Linked DNA regions of Zea mays: region 1 is linked to region 2. The links are chromatin contacts, called in public Hi-C maps. All regions are on one chromosome and are shown on one strand. The core of a region is the stretch at or near the end of the contact, and the rest is flanking DNA. Distances in the headings are between cores, read along the strand shown. Region 1 holds the start of LOC100273745 (Histone H2B). Region 2 holds the start of LOC103636512 (aspartic proteinase PCS1).

What was found. Hi-C and Micro-C count contacts between places; a contact is called where the count stands out from the background.
Region 1: a contact with region 2 is called in a Hi-C map of leaf, with 5 times the contacts expected there. The contact joins the promoter of LOC100273745 here to the promoter of LOC103636512 in region 2. A contact is called at or near these places in 2 of 25 Hi-C or Micro-C datasets (both in leaf).

The regions. Positions count from the first base shown.
Region 1 is chr8:175,545,886-175,549,980 of Zm-B73-REFERENCE-NAM-5.0, reverse strand. It overlaps LOC100273745 (Histone H2B), which reads right to left and starts at 2,379. Exons shown (of 1, transcript NM_001148154.1): 1 at 1,768-2,379. The coding sequence starts at 2,305. The coding sequence ends at 1,892.
Region 2 is chr8:175,405,987-175,410,323 of Zm-B73-REFERENCE-NAM-5.0, reverse strand. LOC103636512 (aspartic proteinase PCS1) reads left to right here and starts at 1,634. Exons shown (of 1, transcript XM_008658854.4): 1 at 1,634-3,341. The coding sequence starts at 1,788. The coding sequence ends at 3,095.

The DNA of each region.
Region 1 (4,095 bases), core at 1,130-3,629, 140 kb before region 2:
GTTTGTAGTATAAAACTATTTGGAATATGCAGAAATAGAACGATTTTTTCCTTTTATAAAGGAAAGAGGAGCAAATTAATGGCATACAGTTTCCAGTAGCTATGTCAAGGAATTAAGGGATGTTTGAATGCACTAGAGCTAATAGTTAGCTGCTAAAAAGTAGTTGAAGACATTCAAACAGTTTAGCTAATAGTTCAGCTATTAACTACTTCTAGCAAATGAGCTAATAGTTAGTTAGCTATTTGATAGTTAGCTAATTTCACTAACAATTTTTTTAGCCGACTAACTATTAGATTTAGTGCATTCAAACACCTCTAAAATATTAGGATTTATTCTAAGATCAAAATATATATGAACATATCATCCCCAATACATAAGTTGTAAAGTGCTATAGCAACTAGTGATGTTCTCCATAATACAGAAGAGACAAAAGTTATAGTAGCACAATACGGTGGGACCTTTGGAAGTTCCCTATGTTCTAAAGAAAATTCAGTTAGCAGAGTGCCATGACCTGAAGTATCAAAGTGTGAGCACTTGAGCATAAGCAGTATCAAATGACCAAATATTGGTATATGTAAGTGATTAAGTGAACCTGTAATCTCCAGAGCGGTTCATAACCATAGCCTTATTTTTCGTAAGTCCCAGCCCCAGTAAAAGCATCTTTAGGCCTCCTTTGGAAAAGCAGGAATTTCACAGGATTTATACAGAAATTTCATAGAAAAATTTTCTACATTCTAAGGGAAGGAGCATACCATCCAGTGCTGCAATAAATGTCAATATCTGGCACAAAAATGATGATAGACAATGACGGGGGCGTTTCAGAATGTTCTTACATAAAAAAAGTTGAAAAGGCAAGAACACCAGCCCAACGCTTATCTGAACAAGTTTCCTGCTGAGTTTCTGCACAAAAATGAAGTGCATTTTTCAAAACAGTCAGCCGTTTGACTTCAGCCTAGAATTGCTCGTATTGTTCACATTTTTGCTACAGTTATTTGGCATAGACCTAAACTCATCACTTGGCACCAAGCAATTTAAGTTATTTGTGCAGGATTTGGATACTAGTTCATCAACCATCAACAATCCCACCTAAAATATCCTATCTCGCAGTAGTATTGAAAAAAAAACACATCAGAAAGGCACAGCTACTTAGAATTTGGCACCAAATAGCCCCTCTTTCGTGTCACTTGAACAATGGTATAGTGCAAATATGCGATAATACCTCATTGCAATGATCTCTAAACTTCTGCAGGAGCAAGGATCACTTTTGAAACACTTCATCCAAAACCATCGATACACTTTTGGCAGTTCACATGATAATACCGACTCACAACACATTCGGCTATAATATACACATCAACTTGATGCAACAGTGGCGTCGGGTGAAGGCAGCCATAAATCGTCCAAACACATAAAACAGCACAGATTTATATCGCTCGACAAGTTCATGAGTACTAATTTGTCCAGGTTAAAATGAAACTGGCCGCGAGGCAAAAATTGCCATAAATGAGGGGATCGGATTTTCCATAGCAATGACAGCTGATTTATTAACTGTACCTTCTCAAGCATTTTTGTGATAGGCATTGTTTACCCGTCATCAGTTTATAAAACCGTGAGGGCAATATATGATACAAGGCAATTTATCTCCAGGCAATCATAATTCACAAGTAGGTTCGACGGGTAAAAGATTGGTGCATGTCGCAATTTTAAACGACGAATGGAAACCCCATCAAGATTTGAAGCAAGTTATACTAGCAAGATTAATATATTAGAAAACTTCAACAGGGGTAACTGATTCATTCAGCAATTATAACAAATTCTACATTGTTGCACGAACAACCTAGCACAGTCCTAAATATGAGAAAATTTAGCAACGTGCGGCGGCGGCGGCACCCTAAGAGGATGTAAACTTGGTAACCGCCTTGGTCCCTTCGGAGACGGCGTGCTTGGCGAGCTCGCCGGGGAGGACGAGGCGCACCGAGGTCTGGATCTCCCGGGAGGTGATGGTGGGCTTCTTGTTGTAGCGGGCGAGCTTGGCTGCCTCGGCGGCGAGCTTCTCGAAGATGTCGTTGATGAAGGAGTTCATGATGGACATGGCCTTGGACGAGATGCCAATGTCCGGGTGCACCTGCTTGAGCACCTTGAAGATGTAGATCTTGTACGTCTCGACGCTCTTCTTCGCCTTCTTCTTTCCCTTCTTCTCGCCGCCCTCCTTGCTCGGCACGCGCTTCTCCGCCCTTGGCTTCTTCTCGGCCTTCTCCTCCGCCGGCTTCTTCTCCGCGGGCTTCTTCTCGGCCTTGGGCGCCATCAGGAATCGATCAAATGGGGCGCGAAAGAGATGGGGGAAGGGGCGGCTTGGGAATTTGCTGGTGAGTGGCGGCGAGTGCTCGTAGCTTTCGACTATGTGCTATGAATGGGGATGCGGTGGGATTTTATAGAAAGGCGAGGCGTGACGTGATTGGTGGAACGGGTGGCGGCGCGGATCGCTGAGATGTCGGTATCTGAAGCGTTGGAAGCGCGGGACGGCTGGGATTTCAGCGCGCGGAGGCGATTCGGCGTGGGGACGCGTGATGCCGCGGACCTGGGTTGGTTTCCTTGCGGAAGGATGCGGGAGCCGAAAATGCGAACGGGATGGCATGGCGCCAAGTAGGGCTGGGCAAAAAACCCGTAACCCGAAACCCGAACCCAGAATATCCGAACCCGAACCCGAAATACCCGAAACTCGAATTTTGTTCGGGAATTTCGGGTAGCAACTTGCAAAACCCGAATTTAGTTCGGGTAATTCGGGTATCACAATCGGGTACCCGAAATACCCGAATTACCCGAACTTTCATGTGTCATGTACTCATTTCATGCTTAATTATTAATTTGTACATTTATAATTATGTGTATGTGTGCATAACTTGTGATTGTAGATTGCTTGTGTTTTATATATACATGTATATCATTATTAAAACTATATTTTTATATTAATTTAATAGGGTGTATATGTTTTTTTGAAGCCAACACAATAGTTCGGGTAGTTCGGGAATACCCGAACCCGAACCCGAAATTTCGGGTACCCGAAATTTCGGGTATTGCAAAACCCGTTGTAATTTCGGGTATCGATTCTCAAAACCCGAAATTTTAAAAACCCGAATTACCCGACCCGAAATTTTCGGGTAACCCGAACGCCCACCCCTAGCGCCAAGCCATATGAAATCGTGCAATGAAAGTACCGCTTGTTGAAGCGACCGCGTTGGCGTAGCTGTAGCCACTGTTTGTTTCGGCTTTTGGTAGCTTATGGTCACTAAAAGCTGCTGCGGACTGCTAAATACTTAGCTTTTCAGCCAGCTTCTATAAAATTTGTTTGGTTAAAAACTATTCAAAATCAACATAAACATATAATCGGTTGAGTCGTCGCAATAGTATTAATCTGTTATTTTATAGATCCTAAGCCAATGGACAACTTTATCTTCCTCCGCACGTAATCCTAATGATACTCAGATTCTCTACACAGTCAGATTCTCTCCACAGCTAGATTTTCGGAAAAGCTGGTCAGAAAAAAGCTGAACCAAACAGCCCGTAGTCACCGCATATTTTAGCCTCCTACCAAATGGTATACAAAATTTACAAATATTGATTCGAAAACACAGAAAAAGCGTGGGATTCAGAAAATAATCATTTTGAGTTTGGAATGCCTCGAGACCCACATCTTTACGTTGTGGAACCACCATTGGTCAACTTATGATTTATGAGAATGTGGAACCACCGCACATAAATGTATATTGTTTTTATGATTTATAAGTTTATGAGAATGTTGATGACCCAATGTGGTAAAAGCTTAGTTTATGTCTTGCATTGTACTGAATAATATAGGTATAATGTGGACCGGGATTAATCTACACTTAATTAAGAACCTAATGTGGGCTACCACATCTTCAACTCCGCTGGGGGGCCCACGCCAAGCGTCTGCACAACGCTCTCTTAACTACTATCATGTGAACCTCCACTCACCGCACAAAAAATAGTGCAGAGCGAACACTCGAACCCACGCCCCACTGCTTCATAAATTTGGGAGCTAACCACCAGACCATATGTATCTTAGTATTTACAAAT
Region 2 (4,337 bases), core at 385-2,884:
GCCTTAATAACCCCGGTGCCCACCTAGCATGTGCGGTTTTGAATTTTGACCGAAGTGTATGACAGAGGACAGACAGCGGAGGAAATCTTCTTAACTCGTGCTCTGCGCATTGCAGTGTCCTATCCTGTCTTCTTCTTCTAAAATTTATATATGGCCGAGCTAACCGATGAGACACGTTCATGCACCGCACCGACCACTAAAATAATGGAAGTGTCAGGAGTAGTGCAGCAGCAGGCAGCGGGGCTACTCGTAACAATCACGCTTGACTAGTGAAGAGGGCCATGATTATTATTGTAGCTAACAAAAGTGCCCGGCACCGGCGCGTGGCGAGCATTGCCTGGCCGCCAGGCCGTGGCGGAGAGAGACCGTACGTGAGCTGTTGAACTCGACTCGAGCCGCAGCGAGGGTCTGTCGCGACGGCGAGCTGGAAGGAACCGGCAGTGTGCGTCGCGCTGACGGGTGGGCGAATGAATGATAGCTTGCAGCCGGGGCGAAAAGGGGGCTGACGGGCCGGCCTCGCCTTTAACCTGCGGTACTTGTTGCTTCCGGGGTGTGATTACCTTATAGCTTCAATGCGCTGCCTCCCCTGCTTGTGCTTGGAACGGAAGGCAGGCATCGTATTCACCGCACCCTGTACGCGCGTACTACTGTTAGCTTCCATGCATGGACCCCATGACCCATGCCGGAGAGGAGGTAGATGAGAACATAACTCCGACGGATCGACGTACTGCCACTGCCACGGAGATTGGGATGATTGGACAATTGGCTGGGCAAGTTTTCAACTCGTGGAGATTGGAACTGTTCTAGGTTTACTTCTACATCACGGTATAACAAGAAAGATCACAGTCAATTCAGTTCAGAGCCTTCATGTTGCCGCCGATGCCACCGGCGGCCAAAGGCCCTACCTTTTCGTGTTCTTTCGGCCAGGCCAGGACAATACATACGTACGTACCTATCTCGCGAACTAATCATGGGGCGGGGTACGTTAGTCCAAGTGCTTTAGCGAAAGGCGCTTGTTTTCGGCGCAAAACTGGCCAAAGTTCCGGCCGTGCGGAAAGACCACCAGTCAACAGTCATCAGTGCGTCGAACTTGTCGGGTTTAAGCGGAGTAGGTTCGTCTCGAGTACAAACGAAACGATACAATACAGCCAGCGAGCACCCAGCGTCACAAGGACACTGGCGGACTGCGCTGCGTGCGCGCACTCACAAACAATACGCAACAGAGTATTATCGCCACCAATGCTTTGCCAACAGCCGCAGGGGAACCGAATTGGAAATGTAGTGTACGTGCGATTGTACTACAAGATGGTTGTGCTGGCACGCACGTGTAGATTTTCCTCGTGATGTTTGCACCCCTACGACCTGAGTGGAGCGGTAAAAATGTTTAGCAAAAAATGCGAGAGAGCTCCTAGGAAGCTACAAAAATATCCGTGACTAGCCCAGCTGGCGCTCGCCAGTACCGAAACCACAAGACGACAGGCACAAGAACGCGGCTGCTTCGTCCCTGCGACAGGGACGCGTGACGCGTCTCTGTCTCTCGTAGTCTCGCTCCGGCTGCCCCCTCCCTCGCCCCCCATCCCATCCCGTCTCTCCGCGTCACCATCACCACCCCTCCACTGACCACTGTGCAGTGCTCCTGCGCACCCCGCGCCACCTCCATAAAACCCACCGCGACCGCGAGCCGGCCGAAGCGGAACCCCCACCCCGCGGATCCAACACGAGAACCCGTCACCATCCTCGCATCACATGCGCGCATAGGCCCCGGCCGCAGGGTCGCAATCACCACCATGCCGCCAGCGCTGCTCGCTTGTCTCCTCATCCTGCTCGTCGCCGCGCCGCGGCCGTGGTCTGTCGCCGGCGAGCCGGGCGGGGCCAAGCCTCGCGCGTTCCCGCTGCGCTCGCGGCAGGTGCCGGTGGGGGCGCTGCCGCGGCCGCCGAGCAAGCTGCGGTTCCACCACAACGTCAGCCTCACCGTCTCGCTCGCCGTCGGCACGCCGCCGCAGAACGTCACCATGGTGCTCGACACGGGCAGCGAGCTCTCCTGGCTGCTCTGCGCGACGGGGCGCGCCGCGGCCGCTGCTGCCGACTCGTTCCGCCCCAGGGCCTCGGCCACGTTCGCCGCCGTGCCCTGCGGCTCCGCGCGCTGCAGCTCCCGGGACCTGCCGGCGCCGCCGTCCTGCGACGCCGCCTCGCGCCGGTGCCGCGTGTCGCTGTCGTACGCGGACGGGTCCGCCTCCGACGGCGCGCTCGCCACCGACGTCTTCGCCGTCGGCGACGCGCCGCCGCTGCGGTCCGCGTTCGGCTGCATGTCCGCCGCGTACGACTCCTCGCCCGACGCCGTCGCCACGGCCGGGCTGCTGGGGATGAACAGGGGCGCGCTCTCCTTCGTCACCCAGGCCAGCACGCGCCGCTTCTCGTACTGCATCTCCGACCGGGACGACGCCGGCGTGCTGCTGCTCGGCCACAGCGACCTCCCCTTCCTGCCGCTCAACTACACGCCGCTGTACCAGCCCACCCCGCCGCTCCCCTACTTCGACCGCGTGGCCTACTCCGTCCAGCTCCTCGGCATCCGCGTCGGCGGCAAGCCCCTGCCGATCCCGCCGTCGGTTCTCGCGCCGGACCACACCGGCGCAGGGCAGACGATGGTGGACTCCGGCACGCAGTTCACCTTCCTCCTCGGGGACGCCTACTCCGCCGTCAAAGCCGAGTTCTTGAAACAAACGAAGCCCCTTCTCCCCGCGCTCGAGGACCCCAGCTTCGCATTCCAAGAAGCGTTCGACACCTGCTTCCGCGTGCCCAAGGGGCGCCCGCCGCCGTCGGCGAGGCTCCCGCCCGTGACCCTGCTGTTCAATGGCGCGCAGATGTCGGTGGCGGGGGACAGGCTGCTGTACAAGGTCCCCGGAGAGCGCCGGGGAGCCGACGGCGTGTGGTGCCTGACGTTCGGGAACGCGGACATGGTGCCCCTGACGGCGTACGTGATCGGGCACCACCACCAGATGAACCTGTGGGTCGAGTACGACCTGGAGCGCGGCCGCGTCGGGCTCGCGCCTGTCAAGTGCGACGTCGCCAGCGAGCGGCTCGGCCTCATGCTGTGACGCGGCCTGTGCTCTGGCTCGGGGGTTAGCTCCTCCAGTTGCCATATAACCTTAACCTGCCAAACGATTCTAAAGTTTGGAACTTGTTTATCCTTTTTCATGTGGCATGTACGGTGTCTAGTGTAAACTGGAAATTAAGTGTAGTGTACTAATGTGCTTCTTTATTTTACTGAACAGGTAGTGTTGTTGTATATTGTCTGTAAATATCAACATGCATGCACTAAGATCAACTAAGCTTGTGGTGTACATTATACGTATAAGATGTGCCCGATATTTTTTAATCCAAAAAAACTGACGTGCAATCAAGAATCTTGTGCAATCATCGCACAAGCAAGCTAATAAAAGCTAGGAAGGATTATAAAAAAACTAGAGATAAACTTCATTATTTAATCCACCAATATATCAAATTTAAAATTTTAATTCCTTCTATTTTAAGAGATATGAAAAAGAAAATTCTATCAATAAAAATATAAAAATGATATTTTTTTCTTTTTTATATCTTTTAACGGAAACTTGAAATTTGATATATTAATAAAGTACATCTATAATTTGTTTTAAAAAAATGTTTATGATCTTTTGGTAGTTTGATTGTATGACGATTGTATGGGAATCTTGATTGCACAACAATTTTACCCATATGTTTGACATGAAAATGATCATCTATTCATGTATACATATATCCACAACAATTTTACCCATATGCTTGACATGGAAATGATCATCTTTTCATGTATACATATATCCGTGGTGCGAATCTGATTTACCACACCACATGCATATAAAACTTGACTTAGATGTTCTTCATTTTCTTACAAGGGTAGAAGTGGATAATTTCAAAACATGAATTACAAGTGGAGTATATAGGAGAGGTATACTGTCTATTTTTGTGACAATGTTATGTAGTTGTTCATATAGGTAATTTACAAGCACATTTAGGATGTAGCCTTAAGTTTATATAATAAAAGTGATTATATTTTCATATTGTTGTAAGTTACTATGTTTTTATTGATAATAGGATTGTTTAGATGCAAATTTAGAGGATTACATTGTACTATTAACTATTGCATCAGGTTAACCCTAGGTTTATATAGATTATATAAGTTTTTATACGTTTCTGATTATTTTTATAATGGTATATGAGAGAATTTTAGGATGAGTGAGGTGGGATTTTTCGTTTTAGGCAATTAAATAGGTCCAATCTATATTATTATTTGTGATGATTAAAGTCTGCAAACTTGATGA